Linked DNA regions of Danio rerio: region 2 is linked to region 1. Evidence: chromatin contacts called from public Micro-C data. All regions are on one chromosome and are shown on one strand. The core of a region is the stretch at or near the end of the contact, and the rest is flanking DNA. Distances in the headings are between cores, read along the strand shown.

Region 1 (4,941 bases), core at 1,179-3,678:
TGTGGAACTTTCAGACGAACTCCAGTAGGCCAGCATCAATCTGTTTTTCCTCTAATTGGAGTCTGTATTTTAGGAACGAACAGAAGCTGGTTATTTAAACCTGTAGATGTCAGTATGGCGCTGTTATATCACCTTGTTATCTTCAAACAACCTGACTGCACATTTAACATATTTTCCCTCAACGCCCCGTGGTTCATGTTCAGCAAATATTTCCCTTGTAACCCAGATCTGTATTAACAACCCAAAGAAAGTTTTCTGCTGCCTGTTCTCGATACGGGCGACACACACCTCCGTATTTATATTAATAATTTTCATTAGCAGCGATATTCCCCAGGAGGCGAGCAGCGCGGCTGTACTGTTGTCCTATTGGCTCCGCTTACACGCGCAGAAATGAGCTTCAATGCGCGCGAGCCAGACGCACCCGCAGCGGAGGATGTTTGCATAAGTTTTTCACAAGACATCACTTTTAGGCTCGGTGTCACCGTGCATCGCAGTCCTATAATGAAGCACTGTGTTGTCTGCAAATAAAAAACAGGTTGGGATAAACAGCTTGGGGCGGTGAGGCTGAACTCGCAGGGCAAATAAAGGATGACACGGTTTCCCTCACTGCGAAAATATTCGTGATTGACTGGACCACACATACAGTTGAAGGAAATGTTTATTTATTAGAAACAGACCTGGACGTGTTTTAAATTCGCTACCGAACACGAATGACCTCATGTACCCGATCGACAAGCCCCTGCTAATTCAGCACCATCGACAGCGACTTAATTGAATTGTGAATATTAATTTCCTGCAATTCTCTTTCTGAGACCTCAACGTATCCTAGATAAGAAGTCGCCAAGCAGGCTGTAAATTCAAACCATATGCTCTCAAACCACAACTGAGCTCAAAATCTATGGAAAGAAAACAAAAGGACTGTGAAAAGTCAAACAGTTGGACGTGCCACCGCTTTTCACCGCTTGGCCCTCAAATTGAACAACTTGATGTTTATCTTTAATAAGGTTCTCCGTGCTGTCACGCGCTTAAAAGCATTAACAGCGTTAAAATGACCACAGATGACTTTAACAGGCAATATGCACTTTCTCCTCTAAAGTATTTTTACAGAATGTTTAGCCTAATTATTCACGTCAATAAAAAGAAATGTTTAAAGTCCCAATTATTTACAGTGAAGATGAAACCTACTCATTTTAAAAGTCCAGCCAAAGCGGCCGCAGCCATTAAAAACATTTGAGAACAGAAAATCTAATTAAAAGATGATAAACAAAAATATGTGCAAGCTCATCAATAAAATCACAGTCTACATTTTGGAGGGATGTAATAATGTTTAATTATAAAGCATCTGAGGTAAATTTCAGAAAAGACCGTGAGGTCTTCTGACATACCCTGATCTCCTGTGCCGGATAGCGGAGCTGTCTTTGAGGACTGGGCTGCTGGAGAGCAGGTCCGGATGCTGCCCGTCTATCACCTCTAGATAATTGCGACTGCTTCTTTCCACCTCATTCGCCTTCTCCTCGAATAAGACCTGGCTGCTTAACTTATTAAACACAATTGTGTTCATCTTTGGTATATTAGTCCTCCTTTTCCCCCGTGTTTCCGCTGAAAGTGCTTGGCAGCCGTGCGGATGTCCTACTCAACGGAGCCGCAGCGCCCTGTAAAAATCCTGTGAAGCAGAATAAAATGACAATTATGTTCTATGTCAGCCGTGAGTTGACCCAGACGTACATTTGGAAACAATATTCGGCAGCATAACGACGGTATTTTTAAATGTACCGTTAATAGGAGCAATAAGAATTTAACCACAACAAACGCGCAAAAGTCATTCAGCGCGCGAGTCTGACAGACTCTAGTGAGGAACATTGACCAAACTGATGAACTTGGTTTGTTTGTAACTTCTGTAGAGTTTTGTTTATGTAAACTTTGCACAAGTATTCAGAATGAATGATGCACATTTGGCACATGCAGCTCTATAATTCTTATTTGACCGGTCAGTAACACAGTTCATTTCACAAGACAATGTGTATTTTAAATATAGAAAAATGAATGCATTTGCTGTTTAATTTCATGTAAGCTCTAATAAACGTTTTGACAGCACTTAGGGGTTTATTTACAACTCGGTACAGCAAGCATCCTGCAAAACTTCACATAAACAAATGTCAACAATTTGAGGTCATTGCTGTCCAGGGAAAGCGATGAAATAAACCAAACATCAAAACTTAATGAATCATCCCTTTCGTGCAGTTGAATGAAAGTGACCCGACAGAGTGAAAACATTTACAAGTCATGACTGAAAACAGTTGTGGAATGTGGGCTGAATGCGCGTACCTGTGTATTCCTCCTTCTGCGTCTTTCTGTAAAGTGTAATCCAGTTTCCAGTTTCCCATTCCCTCTTACATGTTCTCCGCTCTAAGATCCTGCGCGCAAACCACACGAACCGCTTTCGCCTCTGCGCTTTATTCAAGCGCGCCCGGGAACATGAATCCACGACTCGTCTCGTGTTTCCCAGCTAAGCGGCTCAGACGGCGAACATACTGTGAATGTTTTATGCCGGTTCCGCCGCCGTGCAGGGGGAGGCTACCGGGACACAGCCAGTGCAACAGTGTATTCCCTTGTGTGGGTTCACGTCTGGACCGCGTCCATCACCCGACTGAATGAGAGTTGTATAGAGTTACTAATATCAGCCAGAGCTGGTGTGACTGCACGCAGTTTATCACAAGCAGCTTCACCTCAGTCTGATGGGCAAAACAGACACAATTCTGACGTGCAACAGATTTGTAGTCTCAAGTGGAGAAACAAGTCATTTAGATGTAGACTGACTGCTGAAGGGAATACCATATGAATTTATTATAGGAGAAATATTAGGCATACTATATCTGCTGATATCAAATTTCCATTTTAGTCTAGAAACTTTCAATTAGCTACATATATTGTAACCCGTATTGAAGACGTTTTATAGCATATTATGGGCAAATTCTTACGAGAATTAACTAGCCTATTAAAATTAACTAAAAATAAATAATATTTAATAATTGTAATATTTTTAATAGTAAAACACCATTGTTGTTATTAAAGCTGGAGTTTTACAAATGGTAATACATAATAACATAATAATATAGTGATGATGATGATGATGATGATGATGATAGAATATTGTTGCTAAACCTTTTTTTAATGCTTGCCCTGTAAAAAAATCTGGTTGCCCTGTTTTGTTTTGTTTTTTTTAAGTTGAACCAAATTAACCTTACTTGGTTGGCATTGAATTTAAATTATGTTAAACTGACTTAAAACAGCTTGCATAACTTACAAAATTGAACATGAACTTAGTTTTATAAGTTATGAACAAAAAACACACGCTGTCATGACTAATTGATCATAGAAACAAAATTTTGTTTTTAGTTTTTCAATCTAAACATTGCCCTAAAACCTGAAAGCAGTATGACATTAAAAAACGATGGGAATGCGGCCAAACAAGATTGATTGATTGACTTATATCCTATTTAATTATTTTGAGATACAAGCTCAAATGTGACAATTTTTTAGATTTATAATACCCAAGTTTTTCTAGTGTTTCAGCTCAATATTATTAATAAAGAATTATTGATTAATTATTATTCATGCTCATTGACTTCATTGCAAAAATGTAACGCTTGAAAATGTAATCTAATATATGTTACATATAATACTCCACATCAAATGGCATGATATCTTTTAATAATAAATCTGGTTTTATTCCCTGTAATAACGGAAGACCTCGCGGAAGTCTGGGTTCACCCAAAACGCTTACTGCTAGGACACAAAATCCCTCAAGACCTCACTTTTATTGTCTTAACATTTCGAGAGCGGGATCACTTCAATGAACATCCTAATTCTTTTCCAAACATGGTTAGCGAGGTCTACAATTACTTCTATTCCAGTTCGCTCGAGAACCTCTATAAACCAATATATAAACAAATTAATTACATCAACGCCATGTGCGACGCTTTATCTGGAGACTTCGCGTGCTGAGGAAACGCGGCTCGCGTGAGTTCTCTCGCGAGCGTCGATGTGAATCTGGTACCCTCTCATTTTCCCAAATTACACGACTTACACGTCGCATTGAATGCCATTGACTGTGTCTTTCGGGTTTATCCAGGGTAGTGTTTGGAGGTGAAGTGACTAAACTCGGAGGCACATGTGTGCTCCTTACGCCCCGTATAATTGGCGTGTTCCTTTTATTTGGGTGTATTTTTACCTATTTAATGAACAAACTCTCCCGGACATCACCCGGATGACTCACAGCCCCAGTGAATGCAATGGAGAGAAAGGGACAGTTATGCTCGACCGCAATCAACCACTGAAATGATGTCTTTTCTCTTATTCTCTCTCGCCTGTCCGGATTTATGTGGTCGCCCACATGTTTACTCTAACGGTGGCATATCCAGACTGACCACATACCCTTGGGCAGGTACAATCACACATCACTCAGTGGCGTGCTTCATTCTGTGGGATGCCTACGGCGTAAAGGTGTGGTAGTGGGAGAGATAATGTGCTCTCTGAAGCCTCGCTGATAGTGTAATGACCCACTTCGCCAGTAAACGGCCCTGATTCTTTGGGTATCTGCCAGACCAAGTGTCTTATTTAGGATCTAGGTTTATTTGTAGTGTTTCTATCCTACCAAAGTCGCAAAACAGCTTCTCATTTTCAGTGGCTGATGAGAACATACAAAAGACTGGGGATGAGAGTAAGGCTATTGTATTTTTTTTTTTTTTGAGGGACAACTTAGTGGTTGTTCATGCTAATCTCTCAAACTTTGATACATTGTATTGCAGCCATATTTGTCTTCTAAAAACAAAATGCATTTAAACTTCACAACTACACAATCACAGATCCTTTGAGTTAATGCCAATTACAAAGAGTTCTGTTGTTGCAAACCTACAGTACTGCATGATTTGTTGCTGGAAT
Region 2 (4,941 bases), core at 928-3,427, 310 kb after region 1:
TGCTTCTGTCAGTGCAGCGTGGATCATCCTTTACGATAACTTCAGATGTATTATGTGACACTGAAGACTGGAGTAATGGCTGCTGAAAACTCAGCTTTGTCATCACAGGAATTAATTAAAATGTCCAAACAGAAGAAAAGTCACTCAGAGGTCTACGAAGGACAAAATGTGCAAGTAAAAGAAAAAAAAACTGTTCTAAAACATCATATTAATTTTTCTTTGGCCAATTTCATGAACACAGATTTTCCGTAACTATGCTAATTCAATTCTTTCCTGACTTGAACGCTTTATTTCAATTAACAGAATTTAATCAATACTCAATGCTAAACTTAGTTTTTAAAGTAAATTATTAGAAACTGCATTCATTTTAATGCTTCATTTGTGTGTGTGTGTGGGGGGGGGGGGGGGTTGTTGGGGGGGGTCACAGTGAAAAAAGAATATGAACAAATATACAGTACATACAAACACAACTATAATCCACTTAATCATAGATATTATATAATTAAATTGAATAGCAAGGCTCAGAAGAAGCAAAACAAATGAATAAACAAATAATAATGATATTAATAATAATAATAGTAATAATAATAATAATAATGAGTATATGATCCATAATAGGACTAAACAATATATCATCTGAGCACTGATATTGCAATGTGTGTATCCACAATAGTGCACCAATATTGCAATGTGTGTATCTGCAATAGCCACATCACAGTATTAGATTATATATTAAACACACAAAAAAAGAAAACACAGGAATTTTTGTATTATTGTATAAAATTAATTATACAATGATGATCTTGTTATTTTAAGTTAGATCGTTAATTTTTTTGCATTTGATTATTGTTAAGACCATAAAGGACTATTTATTTAACTTTTATTATTTGTTATATTTTATGCAGATCCACTTCATAGAAAAAGACTTAAATCACCCCAGTCAAATTAAATAATTGAAATCTTTCCTAATAGAGCTATTTAAATCACCTGGTGAAATTGTATTCATATCGCAACAGAACAAAATATCGCAATATCAGATTTTTCCCAATAACGTGCAAACCTTTTCCACAGGCCACAATAACCAAAAATGAATAGTTAAGTCATTTTAATTCTGAAGCCTTTCCAACAGACAGAACCCCTATTAACTAATAATAATAATAATAGACATCGGGAAATAATAGGGTGACACAGTGGCTAAATGGTTAGCACTGTCGCCTAAAAGCAAGGTCGCTGGTTCAAGTCTCGGCTGGGTCGGTTGTCATTTCTGTGTGGAATTTGCATGTTCTCCCCGTGTTGGTGTGGGTTTCCTCCAAGTGCTCTGGGTTCCCTCACAGTCCAAAGACTTGCGCTATAGGTCGATTGAATAAACTGTGCGTCTGTATAAATGAATAAAATGTGTGTGTGTGTGTGTGTGTGTGTGTGTGTGTGTGTGTGTGTGTGTGTGTGTGAGAGAGAGAGAGAATGTGAGTGTATAAGTGTTTCTCAGTACTGGGAAATGTAATATGTTGTTAAATATGTTGGCGGTTCATTCCGCTGTGGTGACCCCTGATTAATAAAAGGACTAAACCGAAGGAAAGTTAATTAATGAATTAATTAATTAAATTGGATTAAATATTTCCATTTCAATGGGTTGCAAAGTGGCAATTTCTGCCATTAAGATGCTAATTTGGGCCTAGAATAAATTAGTCTAAATGTAAATAAGTGTCAAATCTATTCATTTATTTTTTTTATTTATTTGTTTTGCAAAATTGAAGTTGTTTGCATTAAGGTATTTTTTTATTTATTTATTTATTTATTTATTTATTTATTTATTTATTTATTTATTTATTTATTTATTTATTTATTTATTAATTATTATAATTACTATTATTATTAATTTTATTTTGCATTAAAAGATGTGCATTTTAAACATTCTATGGAAAAAATTTACCTAAAGGTGCAAAGGGGCAAATTATAATAATAAAACTGTTTTATAAATGCATTTTACAAAAAGTAAAAAACAATTAAACTTGATAGTTTACTAACCTCAAACTTTGCATTAGGTCATATACAGTACACATATAGGCAATAGACCTAACGGTTTTATAAAGAAGGTGTTCAAAAAACTTTTTAAAACGTTTTAAATCAGTTACCCATCTCACTGCCGGATCTGGAGGAGAGGGCCGGCATGATGACAGAAGATCTGCTTCCTCTAAACTTCACACGTGTAACAACCCAGCAATGTTGGGGATGGACGACTCGACCCCAGGAAGAGTCTGTAAACCCTTGGTTATGTCATTGGCAAATCTACAAAAAAAAAAAAATAAATGCATTCATTAAAAAAAAGTTCTTATTCGAGCACACATACACAGATTCAAACAGGACAAGCCCTTCAAACAGAGCTCACTTTGTAATATCTAATGAGGAGTTCAAACGGAGGAAGATGCAAGGCAAAGGAACAGAAAAAGAAATGAGGAAACAGAATGAAAGAGACAGAGATGCATTAGGCCTGAATGTTCCCCGAATCAATTCCAATTTATGTTTTATTCCATCCAGGGCCTTGTGCCTGCCCGGATCCGTGCCGCGGCACCGAAAGCACCTGAAACCTTTATGTCACCCCAAAGACCTGTAACCGGTGGCCTGAAAGAACAAATGAAAAACTGAGAGATGGAAAGAGGAAGGTGGGGGCAACCATACTTGCTCTATATAGATCACACAGTATCAGGTTTGTGGAGCAAGAATCCAAAGGAAGAGAGAGAGAGAGACAGAAAAGAGAGAGAGATGATTGCAATGAAAGGTATGCTGGAGATTCAATCATATGCTGCTATCTGATAATACTAAAGAACACTGCTGCCATCTAGTGGTGCCATTTCAGCCAACAACAACATACAAGCTGCAGCCATTATGTGAATCTTCAGAGAAAATTCCATTTACGAAGAAAAATTAAAAACTCTTATCAAAATTATTACTTGCATGTATTGTGCGTGTGTAGTGTGTATATATATATATAAATATATACATATTTATACACACACCAGAGTTTCTGCAGGTTTCAGACTCACACTGGGCTAAACACTAAAGAATTTAAGGAAAAAGATTTTTCACCAAGCTAAAAAATTTTTTATTTGTTTTGTTTCTTAGCAACATATTTTAAACAGTCTCAAAACAAGAAAACGCTAGTTGTATACACCTTTTTTTCCAACATGCGCTTTCTTTAAAATAAAATTAAAAAATGGACAAATGTATGCACAACAGTCCATGTCCAGGTTAGTATCCTCAAACTAAATACGTGGAGAACTTTTAACAAATTTTATCATGCACACCGCATTCCACAGAAACAGCAGCATGAATAATCGTTCAGATGTAAATGGAAAAATACTTACTCTATATAACAATATGGTTTAAATACATAAAACCTTTGTTTAAAGTTTTATTAAAATGGATGCAGAAGTATGCAGAAGGACTTTCAATTTTGCAGTAACCTGAGTGAAGCACTGGTGAACTGCATGCAGTTATAAAATTGGCACGTTTAAGGTCTGTTTTCTTTAAAAATCAATGATCTTCACTGCCTGATTGATATTCGATTTAAGGTTGGTCTCATTTTGTATAAGCAGCATTCCATTAAATGACATTTTCCCACAGCATGTTTTATGAACATTTATTTTACTCCAGTATTTTCAATAGAGTTTCTTCGCTAGCCTGCTGATCATGCTGCATAAATAGGTTTTTATCTTGTTTTACACTTGAACAACCAAGACTGCATTTACACTGCAGATCTTGATGGTTAAATCCGATTATGTGACTATATCTGATTTTTTTGACAACCCACTTACATCATCTTTTTAACATGACTTTTATCCAATTGACTGCATTTACACTGGAGACAGCAAAGATGCAATGACTAGGTAAAAAAGTGGCCGCTGACTGACAGCTGATAATAAAAGATTTCTTCATTCCTATATTTAATCTGTTCGCAGGGTTAACTTTTTTTTTTTTATTCTTTTTGACAGGTTGTTTTACTATAAATTATGGAAGAAAAGTAATCAGACAGGTGAAAATCCAAACTACCTGCTTACATGAGAACACAGATCCAATTCATACTGGATACATTTTCATATACTGCAAGAAAAAGCCCTGAATATGATATGAAAAAATCAGAATCCATGCGATTTTTTCTGCTTATGCCAAGTTCAGACGGCATGGTTTTAGCCCCAATTTTGATTCACCAACAGGTTTTGAGAAATCAGCGACAAATGCCTGAAATCACAGGCATATCGGTGCTCGTTCACGTGAGTGACAATCATGCAATGTGAACTTTCAAAAATGCGATATGAGAGAATCGCCGATTAGTCGCCGACACCCATGAGATATTTGACATGCTAAATATGTGGACCTGTCTGTCATTCAAATCATGCCGTGTGAAATGTTTTCTGATTGAAAACAACATCGGCAATCACCTACAACCAATGAGAGAGCAAAATCCACTAGCATGGGTATCTTCAGGCCAGCGGGGGGTTGGGGGAGAAGTTAAAAATGCTCATTTTCAGTTTATTTGAAATGGAGGAAAAACTAGTGTAAATTTGACAGGAGCACCATGTCTGTTCTGAGTCATTTAAACAATATCACATCCGGGTCGAAAAGTGAAAAAAAAGTTGAGGAGAAATAGCCAGGTAAGCAAAATAAGTACATTTTCGAAAGCTAAAGCCTTCTTTTTTCATTATGTAGTTAATAACAAAAGACATACTATGTGACCTTGCATTGTTTCCATGTTACTTCTCGCGTTTGTTTGGTTGTGAGATGTAGTTGGGACAAAGTTGTTGGCGATTCTTCCTATTTTAAAGTCATCCAGTGTCGCCAATTCATTTTTCTGTGCTGACAGAAGAGGCACCGACAGAACTTTTAGAAAAAATATGCAGTCTGAACTCGACTTTACACGTACATGGTTCGTATCCTTAAAAAAAA

Evidence for each region. A called contact is a pair of places that touch in the nucleus more often than the background predicts.
Region 2: a contact with region 1 is called in a Micro-C map of caudal fin, with 8 times the contacts expected there. The contact joins the promoter of mpp7a here to the promoter of mkxa in region 1. A contact is called at or near these places in 1 of 18 Hi-C or Micro-C datasets (caudal fin) and 1 of 4 datasets of contacts at active chromatin or transcription factors (caudal fin).

The regions. Positions count from the first base shown.
Region 1 is chr12:24,721,090-24,726,030 of GRCz12tu, forward strand. It overlaps mkxa (mohawk homeobox a), which reads right to left and starts at 2,429. Exons shown (of 7, transcript NM_001098733.2): 1 at 2,326-2,429; 2 at 1,386-1,663. The coding sequence starts at 1,561.
Region 2 is chr12:25,033,350-25,038,290 of GRCz12tu, forward strand. It overlaps mpp7a (MAGUK p55 scaffold protein 7a), which reads right to left and starts at 2,178. Exons shown (of 16, transcript NM_130976.1): 1 at 2,133-2,178. The coding sequence starts at 2,169.